Regions from separate parts of the Mus musculus genome. Here region 1 is linked to region 2. Evidence: chromatin contacts called from public ChIA-PET data. All regions are on one chromosome and are shown on one strand. The core of a region is the stretch at or near the end of the contact, and the rest is flanking DNA. Distances in the headings are between cores, read along the strand shown. Region 1 has its middle 43 kb from the start of 4930565D16Rik. Region 2 overlaps Trim2 (tripartite motif-containing 2).

Region 1 (5,023 bases), core at 2,035-4,534, 150 kb after region 2:
TTTGACGTGTCCTTGGGAATTTGCATTTAGGTTAAATTTAGGGTACAGATGTTATTCTCCAAATTCACTTTCAAGACACTTACACAGGATTTCCATGTCCCCTCTGTCCCCTCTTAGAGAAACCAATGAGTTTGTTGAATGGGTCAGTACCCAGCCCAAGTATATATAAGTCTCCAGAAAATTCTTGCGGGATTCATAGGACACAGTTGTAACTGATTTTTATCCCATGTCTACAGTTCAGCATCTCCCTTACGGCAAGGCCAAGGTTACGGACTCGCAGAAACCCCTCCACAAACATCCCTGCTCTCCCTGCTCTATGGCCCAGGGATCCTCCACAGTCGCTGCTGAGCTCTGCACCATGAAGGAGGTAACCGGTCTCCAGGGCTTCATGAAATGTACGTGCGGGCACAGTGCGCTCATCATTCATGCGTGTCGCCCAAAAGGTGGTGGCCCGCAACTGAAGCCTTTCCGAGACAAGTCCGGCGTGACTGGTTTTCTGTAACCTAGGCTCCTCCCAACGATCATAACTCCATGCTCAGTTGCCACAAGTCATCCACTTTCCCATCCGTTCTAGATCTCGCTAGAAATTTACATCGCACTCAGCGCCCTCTAGTTTATTAAGCGAATTTCCCCCCTCTTTTGAAAATTAAAACAAAGTGCCCCGCCCCAATAAAAAGCTGATCCAGGAAAAGCGTCTAGTATATACAGGAGTCCTTAAAATCAGTAAACATGGCAACAACCCAATAGGAAAAGAAAAAAAACTTGACAAAGACATAATTAATGGATTCAGAAAAGAGGATCCCTGAAAACCCCCTAGTGAGATGTCTCATTTGGAAGCAGTGACATGCAAATTTAAATCACGGTGGTGGTGGTGGGGGGGGGGGGGGTTCTCACTGTGTAGATTAGGAGACACTTGGATTCTAAGCCCTGTGAGGCTGTGGGGGAGAGCAACTTTCACATCCTGCTATACAGGCAGAGCTGCGATCTGGTTGACCCACAGGTTAAAGCTGTAAAGCTGCACTAGGCTGGAAATGGCAAATCCACCCTCAGTGAGCCGTGGGTGTGAGTGCATACCCCTGTGTAAAGACAGGGCAAACGACACAAACGCTCTCCAGCAAAGAAGGTGAACAAGTCGCAATCCGCTCGTACTGTTTTGCAATGAAAATAAATGGCCAGGAGAGAGGTTTCTAAATCCTGGTGTTACACTGTTGGCTAATATCCATCTCATCAGAACTGCAGTTGTTTTAGAATTTAGGACTAAATCTACATTTATTTGTTTATTTGTTTGTTCATTTATTTATTTATCTATTTTCGGTTTTTGTTTTTTACATCTCCTGTAGTAGTTAGTCCAGGCTGGCCTCCAACACACACACACACACACACACACACACACACACACACACCCTCTGTAGAGCAGGGGGGCTCAGGAAGCCAAGTCCATCTCTCCTGGAAAGGCTGGGGTCTTTAGGATCTTCAAGGAGGTCCTCCTCCTCTAGATTAGGGTTGGTCCTTTAGAACAAAAGCAGGGGAGATGAACCATCCACAGCTTTTGTAAACAAGTCCACAGGCAGGGGGCTGGAGAGGAGAGCCCACCAGTCCTTTGTTTTAAGCCTTCAGGCTTTTTTGTCTCAGGTCAGGAGCATGAGGAAGAAGCCAGCCATCTTGGAAGTTCACCACCTTTATTTCCTAGTCATGGCCCTTCTTCTTATCTGTCTACCTATCAGGAAACATAACTTCTAGTCCCTCAGGGAGACAGTGAACTTCCTATCCTCCTGCCTCTGCCTCCCGAGTTCTGGGATTACAAGCATGCACTGTGAAAAAGCCCAGTTTGTGCAATGCTGGAAGACTGACCCAAGGGCTCTGTGAGTCTAGGAAAGCGCTCTACCAGCTGAGCCGCATCTCCAGCCCTGGTCATTTCCCTTAGGCTGTGAGATGGTAATACACGTGTAAGCACTCCATATATTCCTTGAACTGGAACTTTGCAGATCTGTGGGCCTTCTTGATTAGATATTATGCTCCAATAATACGGCCAGGGTGTGAGAAGCTCAGCAGTCCAATGCTTGCCAAGCTTGCTTGCACAAGGCCCCGGGCTCCACCCCTTGCGCTAAGGAACTGGAAAGATGACTGGAAGGCAGGGGCTGAGTACCTAGCGCACAGTGCCAGCTTGTCCTCCGGAAGCGGAGGCCAGGGCCGATCGTTTGTGCTCTCGAGTTAGGAAGCATTCTGAGCAATAAAAAGAGACTCCCTCATCTCAAAAAAAGCAAGAACAAAACATTCCACAGCTACAAAAAAAATAAAATAAAATAAAATAAAATAAAATAAATGCACATGATCCTTGTGCGTCAGCAGAGAGCACTTTCTCAGTCTCGGAGACACAAGGTTAAGAAGACAGCAGCAGATGTTTCTGAGGGTCACATAGCATCGTGCCGTTTACATAAAGTTTTAGAGGTCACCATCTGTATGACATGGTACTTATGGATCCTGTGGATGTGAATATATATGTCTGTGCGGGTAAGGAGGAAATGCAGAGGGAAGCAGATCATACTTGGGGGCCTCTGCTTAGTAAGGCAGGTAGGCAGTATGCCACTAAACCATTGTCTATGGTCTCTATGCAGTAACATATATAAACACACACAAACATATACATACATTGTTTGTTTGGTTTTGGTTTTTTTGTTTTGTTTTGTTTTGTTTTGTTTTTTTTTTTTGAGACAAAGTTTCATTGTCTAGCCCTGGTTGTCCAGGCTGGCCTTGAACTCACAGAGATCTGCCTGCCTCTGCCTCTCCGGTATTGAAACTAAAGGCATGAGCCATCACTGTCCGGCTTGTACTAACATATTTTAGTATAATTTTGTTTGTTTGTTTGTTTGTTTAAAAAAATCAGGACATGTTACATCTCTTTGCATCCTTCTGGTTCCTCTTTCTCCAGGACTCTCACCGGTAACCTTCAAAGCAGAGAGTCCTGTTTTTCTCAGACTTGGTGCTAAGGAGCATACATAACATCTGGGGTCCCATTTCCTGAACATAAACTCCAGCTTTGCCATTGGCTGTGTGACCTGGGCAAGTGACTCAATCTCTCTGTGTTTCAGTTCACCCGTATGTAAGGTGAGGGTTCTATAGCAAGACTGAGCTAAGGAAGTGGCTGCTGAGGTCCATGACGTGTTGCTGCCAGAACCAGTCCGTGTGACGACCTTCCAGAGCATACATCCAGACTGTTGGGAAAGGTGGGTGAATGCTGAGTCCCCCGCTAGCTTTACTCTCTGCTCTGCTCACCTACAGGAGGCCCAGGAAGCCGGGGATATAGGCAGGGCTCCTCCTTCCTCTTCCGCCTCTGTCTCTTCCCACAGCCCCACCCACTTCAGCTGCCCCGGGTTTTGTTTTTCTCCAGCGGGGGGGGGGGGGGGGGGGGGGAAATGGGTGCGGCCTGGCTCCTTTGCCTTTTGCCTCTGCCGAGATGTGCTGCGCTTTCTTTCCATTTTTGAGACAGTTGCCTGAATTAGAGTTACATTGCCATCCGGGTCCTTCGCTTTGCTTGGGAATTTTAAAAATCTGGTCTTATCCAGGCTTCATCCTCACAGGACTAAGTGACAGCCTTGGGGGTGACACAAGTCTGGTAGCCCTAGCACCTGCAACATAGGGCCACCACAGGGAGAGAGCCTCAAATCTATGTACTTTGGGCCTCCTGTCATAGACACAGAGGCCCTGAAATGACCTGGGCTCTGCTTACTAATCAGACAAAGATCTTCCGGAAGTGGACCCCATCACCTGAGAGACCCAAAGATGACCTATGGACTCAAAGGACCCCGCTCTGGTTATTTGGGCAGGAGGAACGATCCGATGATTAGGCAGGTGATCCCATGCCTTCTGTTACAATGTCCTTCTATTCTGGGTCCCTCCTTCCCGCATTAAATCACAGTCTTTGCAAGGGTATCTGTCCGTGGAGGCTCTGTGGAGAAGTCACTTTATGAAGTTAAATTATTCATCAGAAATCCCTTGAGAAGACTGGTCCTTGCGGCTAGGACAGGCTGACTTTCACCTGAGCCGTGGCTCCCACCTCCTAAGGACAGGTCCTGCAAATCCTTCTTGAGGTCTGGGGAGCCATGCGTGCCGGAGGAGCAGAGCTGGAGAGCCGCTGGCTGGTGCCCCCATTAACATGGCTGTTCTGCCTCCTGAGGTGTGTGGATCCTTGTGCTTTTCCATTCGTGTGTGTGTGTGTGTGTGTGTGTGTGTGTGTGTGTAACGCTTATCTGTTTTGTTTGCTGTCATTTTTAATAAAAAATTAATTTCACAGGTTTAAGTACAGGCTTGCTGCTACAATGTCCTTCTATTCTGGGTCCCTCCTTCCCATGTTAAGTCACAGTAAGGGTGTCTGTCCATGGAGGCTCCGTGGAAAAAAAAGTCAAAACTAGCCAGGTGTGCTAGCTAGATTCACATCAGTTTGACACAGCTGGGGTCATCTGAGGGAACCTCAATTGAGAAACCAGGACCAGGCTGTAGGCAAGCCTGTGGAGCAGTTTCTTTTTAAGGAGTAGTGGGGGAGGGTCCAGCCCACCGTGGGTGGTGCCATCCCTAGGCAGGTGGTCCTGGGTTCTATAAGTAATCAGGCTGAGCAAGCCATGGGGAGGAAGCCAGCAAGCAGTAATCGGCCATTGCTTCTGATCAGCTCCTGCCTGCCTCCAGGCTCCTGCCCTCTTTGAGCTCCTGCCCTGGCTTTGCCCAGTGGGCTGTGCTGTGGTAGTGTAAGACGAATCATCACTTTCTCCCAGGCTGCTTTTAGGGATGGTGTTTTATCATAGGGGGTGGAAATCCTAACTGAGACACCAGGCACAGTGGTAGTGCAGCAGGAGACCTGGCACTGCAACGCCTCAGGTAGGAAGGTCAGCTGAGCACAGGAATGCAAGGTTAGTCTATCTCAAAGATGACTGACCGCACTTCTTAAAAAGTTGCCTTTTTTTGTTGTTTGTTTGGTTTGATGTTTTTGTTTTTGTTTTGCTTTGTTTTGTTTTGTTTGCCAGGCAGTGAT
Region 2 (4,868 bases), core at 412-2,911:
GAACCATTCTACACAGGTGACCAGCAGGATCCAGTCCTGCGTCTGTCCTAGCTTGTCCCCTGGAATCATTCTACACAGGTGACCAAGAAAGTCATGCTCCGAATGGACAAGTTAACGTGTCATTCCACAGTCTTTACCGGGATTCAGCCTTGAGAACTAACAGGGCAACTCGGCTCACAATGTTCCAAGGAGCCAAGGAGCCGGAGTTGCCCCAGGCAGTCTGAGGAGAATAGATGGTGAGAAAAGATGGCCAGCATGGTCTCCTACTCCTTCCCTCCCCGAGCGCACATGCAGTTCTGCAGATTCCTAGTTTCTGAAGTTCTGTGGTAGAAAAGTCTATTTCCTTTCTAGGTGTGTCAGTTAACAAACTGTGCAGTAGCACTCTCAGGCCCAGTGATGTAGACACAGGAGGGAGTAGGGGAGGCAGGCTGCGGGTAAAGACAGAACGAGGAGAACGAGGCAGGCTGCAGGTCCTTTCTGAAACAAAATGCAAGCTTTGCTTTTCCTTAAGAATGTCTGAATGCCCTTTTTTTTTTTTTTTTTTTTTTTTTTTTTTTTTTTTTTTTTGGTTTACTTTTAGGTCGCTTCCTCTTGGGAAGCCAAGCAGTGAAAACAAACATAGGTAAAAAGCGCCAGGTAATAAATCAGAGGGAGGGGCAACCACATTCCGGTCTCTGAGCCCAGGCTACACCTCTGGGCTTCATCCCCAGCCCCGCCCAAACCCATTTCCTTCTCCACCCAGAGGTCTTAGGCACTGTTTTCCAGCTCTGCACAGCTGGCTGACCACACAGCTTGCCCTGTGGACTGACCCCCACAGATCTCCCACTCCTTGCAGGAGTGGAGGCAGAGAGGTATCTGAATTCCGTTTGTGGGACTGCCACCGCCCAAGCCCCACAGATTTCACAGAAATACAAGAATTTGCCAGACGCAAGGCTCTTTGCATTTGGGTTAGACAGGAGTCCTCCAAAGACACACCCACCAAAGTGAGAATCTTTTTTAAAAAATTGTCGTTGTACTGTTGGTTTTTCTCCCGCCCCTGCCCCCCCCCCTTCTTGTTTCAGCTTCTCACTGGCTGCATTTATCAGGAAAAGGGGGGAGGGGAGGAGGAAAGAAAGGAGGAAACGGAAGAAGAAACATTTGGGAAGAGCCTACAGAAACTAGCCCAACAAAATAACCAGAAGCTCCCCACCTGCTCGTAAATGCAGGATTCCGATTGGCAGGAGCGCTTGCCAGGTAGCCCCTTAGCCACCGAGTCAGGGGACAGCGCCCACTCCTTACCGACTCGGAAGATCAGGTCGTCCTCGATGGGGTTCTCTTTTCGCTTGCCGGTGCTGTACATGCTGGCAGGTCTCTTCACAGCCTTCTGCTTGACGTGCCCGCTCCCCGGGGACTTGACTCGTCGCTTCACGCCCTCGGTGGTGGGGGACACGTCGGCAGAGCGGATGACCTTGAGCTTAAACGGGCTGCCTCGGATATGCTGGTCGTAGAGCCTGAGGGACAGGGTGAAGTCCCCCTCCTTCTGCACAGTATACAAGAACTCGTAGGTGCCGTTCTTGTTGTCCAGGATCTCTCCGTCGGCCACGCTGCCGTCCGGGGTGCTGAGCTCAGCGGTGAGGTATGCGTTGCCTGTCTTGCACAGCTCTCCGTCTTTGTCCTTGGTGGTTATAGTAACGGACATGGGCTGCCCGATGATGGTCTGCCGCAGCCCCTCCCCCGTGGCCACCGTCTCAGAGGCGACCGCGTTAGTGGTGAGGATGGTCCCCAGGTTGTGGATAGACTTCTTCAGTCCCTCCGTTTCCACGATAAAATCCAGCTGGTCGTTCTCGCGCGGGTGCAGTGGGAAGTCCTGGTCCGCCAGTTCGTTCAGCTTCTCGCTCATCTGCTTCTTCACCAGCAGCACCTCCGTCTCCGTGCCATGGTTGAGGGCCTGAGCCGTGAAGTTGCTGCAGCTCTTAATGCTTTCCTGGCCTTGGAGCAGGGTATCCAGCTGCGACTGCAGCACCTGCCGGGGACACAGAGGCAACGAGCGCTTCCTACAGGACACCGTGCAGCCTGCAGGACACTTGGCTAGGAGCTGGGGCAGAGCCCTCCTCCCAAAAGAACCAACCTCTACGCCCGCCCACTCAGGTGGCTCGGAACCATCTGCATTCCATTTAACCCAGTGAACCCATGCAGAACGCTAAGTTGCATTTCCAGTATCATCTGGAGATTTCCCTTCCGCCTCACCCTGCCTCTCACCCACACGTGCATTTCTTAGGTCATCTGTTTACCTGGGGCTAAGAGAAGAAAGGACGCTACCAACAGCAAACAAATTGTCTGCTTGATGCGAATTAGTCATTACCCAGTGGCCTTTCCCTAGCGTTTAGAGCTGCCAGTCACGACCTCAGGGAACAAAACCCAACCATTTGAGAAGTCTCTACACCTGAATACCCGAAGCTCTCCACCCTGGCTTGGTGAACAGACTTGCAGAGCCAAACAAAGGCGGCAGTCAGGTTCGCTTTGAAGTTGAGGAACAGGTTGGTGTGGGTGAGAGAGAGAGCAGTGAAGAGGCTCCTCCACCCTATAATTAAGGAAGGAAAACATTCCAGGCGACCTTAAGCCCTGAAAGCATTTCTATATGCAACCTCTCCTTAGGGAGAACTATAAGTTGCGACAGAAAGTTCACGGAATCCGAGTTTGGTTGAATATCTACTAAATGTAAAGGGCACTGTTGGTCCCCAGGAAGTACAGTGGTGTAGGTCCATTCCTGCTACCGCCACTGTTAGAACGCAGTAAGCAGGCGCTGGGAGTGCAGTCACCCCCACTCCCCCCCCCCCCAAGAAGCCTGCAGGACTGCAGAGCCTTACTTTGTGTTTGAGACCATAGTTGACCTCCAACTCCATGAGCAGCACGCTCTTGCGAACATTTAAAGTCTTCTGCAGCTCATCAAAGGTGGAGTGGATGTCATCCACAATGCTGGCCTTTTGGTTGGTTAACTGATGGATGATTTCTGAGATGAACTGAAGAGCAGAATCTATTTCTGGGAGTCTGAGAGACAGGAGAGTTGTTAGTGGTCATTATTTAACTTCTACCTAGGAATACTCCAAAGCCTGCCTATACCTTCAGTCTCTAAATGCAAGCGCTTTTTACTATGCTGCTTGCATCACCTTTAAAAGGAAACATGAAGGAACAAGTGAGTCCTTCAGGGTCACCTCTATTTAAATCTCCCTTCAACCATCTGGGTTAACTATTGATGGTGCAAAGGTCTTGGCGGAACGGTTATGGCCAGATAGTCCTTGTAGCAGAGGATGCCCTGTGCATATAGGATGCTTAACAGAGTTCCCTCCTCTACTCCACATCTATAGCATATTCCTACACTGTTGCTAAGACACCTAAAATGGGTTTAGGTATCACCAAATGTGTGTGTGTGTGTACAGAATTGCCCATGGTAGAGAACCGCTATATTCTAAGTGTCTAGCTATATCTTTTTTTTTTTCTTCCAACAACATAAACTTTGAAGAATTCAGAGTACCTGGAGAACTCTTGTAAGTTTTCAAGTTCCTTCAGGTAACATTGAACAACTATGCTTTTCTCCCTAGGACTGTTGACAGTAGGACTATTGGCTATTTTGTTTTACAGCAGGTTGTTAACCTCCTTTTTAGTTTCTCTCATATAGGACATGACTACTATATTCATTTGTGTCCATACCAAAAGGGGAAAAAACAAAAACCAACCCTCAAGACAAACAGAGGAGGAAATTTGAGCAACCGCTGCTCAGCACCATTGTGCAGGGCTCAGGCTGAGAGTAGCTGTCCCAGCTACCACCACAGGCAGAGAAGTATGTCAGCAGCTCTGATTTCAGGCAGGAATTTCTGGGATCACATGATCAAGAAGAACATAGGATTTAGTTATGCATACAGGCTAGCATGACCGTAGCTACCATCTCAGAGACGCTGGATGTCAGGCCAGGCCTCCCATGGGATGGGGAGTCTGGAGGGGCACGGTACCTTTTGTTGACTGCGTCCAGCTGGACCTGGAGCGAGGCCTTGTGCTGCTCCACCACATCCTTCAGCGGGACTGTGGGGTGCTCCGCGTGCTCCCCCTCCGTGCACTCCCGACACATGGCGGTCTCACAGGACTGGCAGTAAAATTCCATCACCTGTGGGTAACACAGAGAGCTTACCCTGCAGGAAGCACATATGCATTCTCCCATCACACCCGGTCACTAAAGCTGCTGTGGTTACAGTGCCCAAATGTTGATATGGCAGGCCTCAAACAGGTGCATGCGACACCAAAAGCCACTGCTATGGCTCTCAAGCACTTTGGTCTCTGAACCTCTCTAAGCTCTTTTAAAAAGTGCTGAGAACTTCAAAAGGGCTCTCTGAGCCAGGCATGGTGGGGGAAGTCGTTAGTCCCAGGAGGCAAAGGAAGATGGAGTTTAGTAAGTGCCTGGCCGACCCGGTCTACATAGCAAGTTTCAAGGCAGTCACAGCTACACAGTGAGACCCTGTCTCAAAAAAAAGTACTTTTGCATATGTGGATGCTTTCTATAGATATTTGTCATATTAAAAATGAAACAAAACATTATTAATGTAATGTAATGAAAAAGTAATTGTGAAGCCACTTAAATACGAGTGGTGAGTAATGTGATTTGTTACTTAAGATGAAAATGTTGGAACTTGGCATTGCTCTCCATCTCAATGCATCTCTGCAGTGTTCCACTGGACAGAAGGCAGCTGGATTCTCCTCGCTGCTTCTGCATTCATCCTGTCATGATAGAATGTATCAGACAGACCCTGGAATGCTCCACTGCATACACTTGGGAGAGTGGAAACAAACGCTGCCTTTCTATTGTTGTGCTAAGACTGCAGTATTCACCTTGTGGATCT

The links. ChIA-PET counts read pairs in DNA pulled down with a chosen protein or histone mark.
Region 1: an RNA polymerase II ChIA-PET map of memory CD8 T cells shows a contact between it and region 2, with 6 read pairs. The contact joins two enhancer-like sites. A contact is called at or near these places in 1 of 484 Hi-C or Micro-C datasets (bone marrow-derived macrophages), 5 of 115 datasets of contacts at active chromatin or transcription factors (bone marrow-derived macrophages, embryonic basal ganglia, embryonic stem cells and 1 more) and 3 of 9 other capture datasets (adipose tissue, liver and pancreatic islet).

Annotation. Positions count from the first base shown.
Region 1 is chr3:84,334,472-84,339,494 of GRCm38.p6, forward strand. No RefSeq gene overlaps it. Among named protein-coding and RNA genes, the nearest start is that of 4930565D16Rik, 43 kb to the right of the region's middle. Within about 2 kb of position 3,285, at least 79 of the 459 cell types and tissues checked have an H3K27ac peak or open chromatin away from gene starts, as enhancers often do. A contact at or near this core is called in memory CD8 T cells, where this site is marked.
Region 2 is chr3:84,189,235-84,194,102 of GRCm38.p6, forward strand. Trim2 (tripartite motif-containing 2) reads right to left here. Exons shown (of 12, transcript NM_001271727.1): 4 at 3,987-4,138; 5 at 2,847-3,027; 6 at 1,279-2,002. Among named protein-coding and RNA genes, the nearest start is that of Mnd1, 36 kb to the left of the region's middle. Within about 2 kb of position 1,662, at least 97 of the 459 cell types and tissues checked have an H3K27ac peak or open chromatin away from gene starts, as enhancers often do. A contact at or near this core is called in memory CD8 T cells, where this site is marked.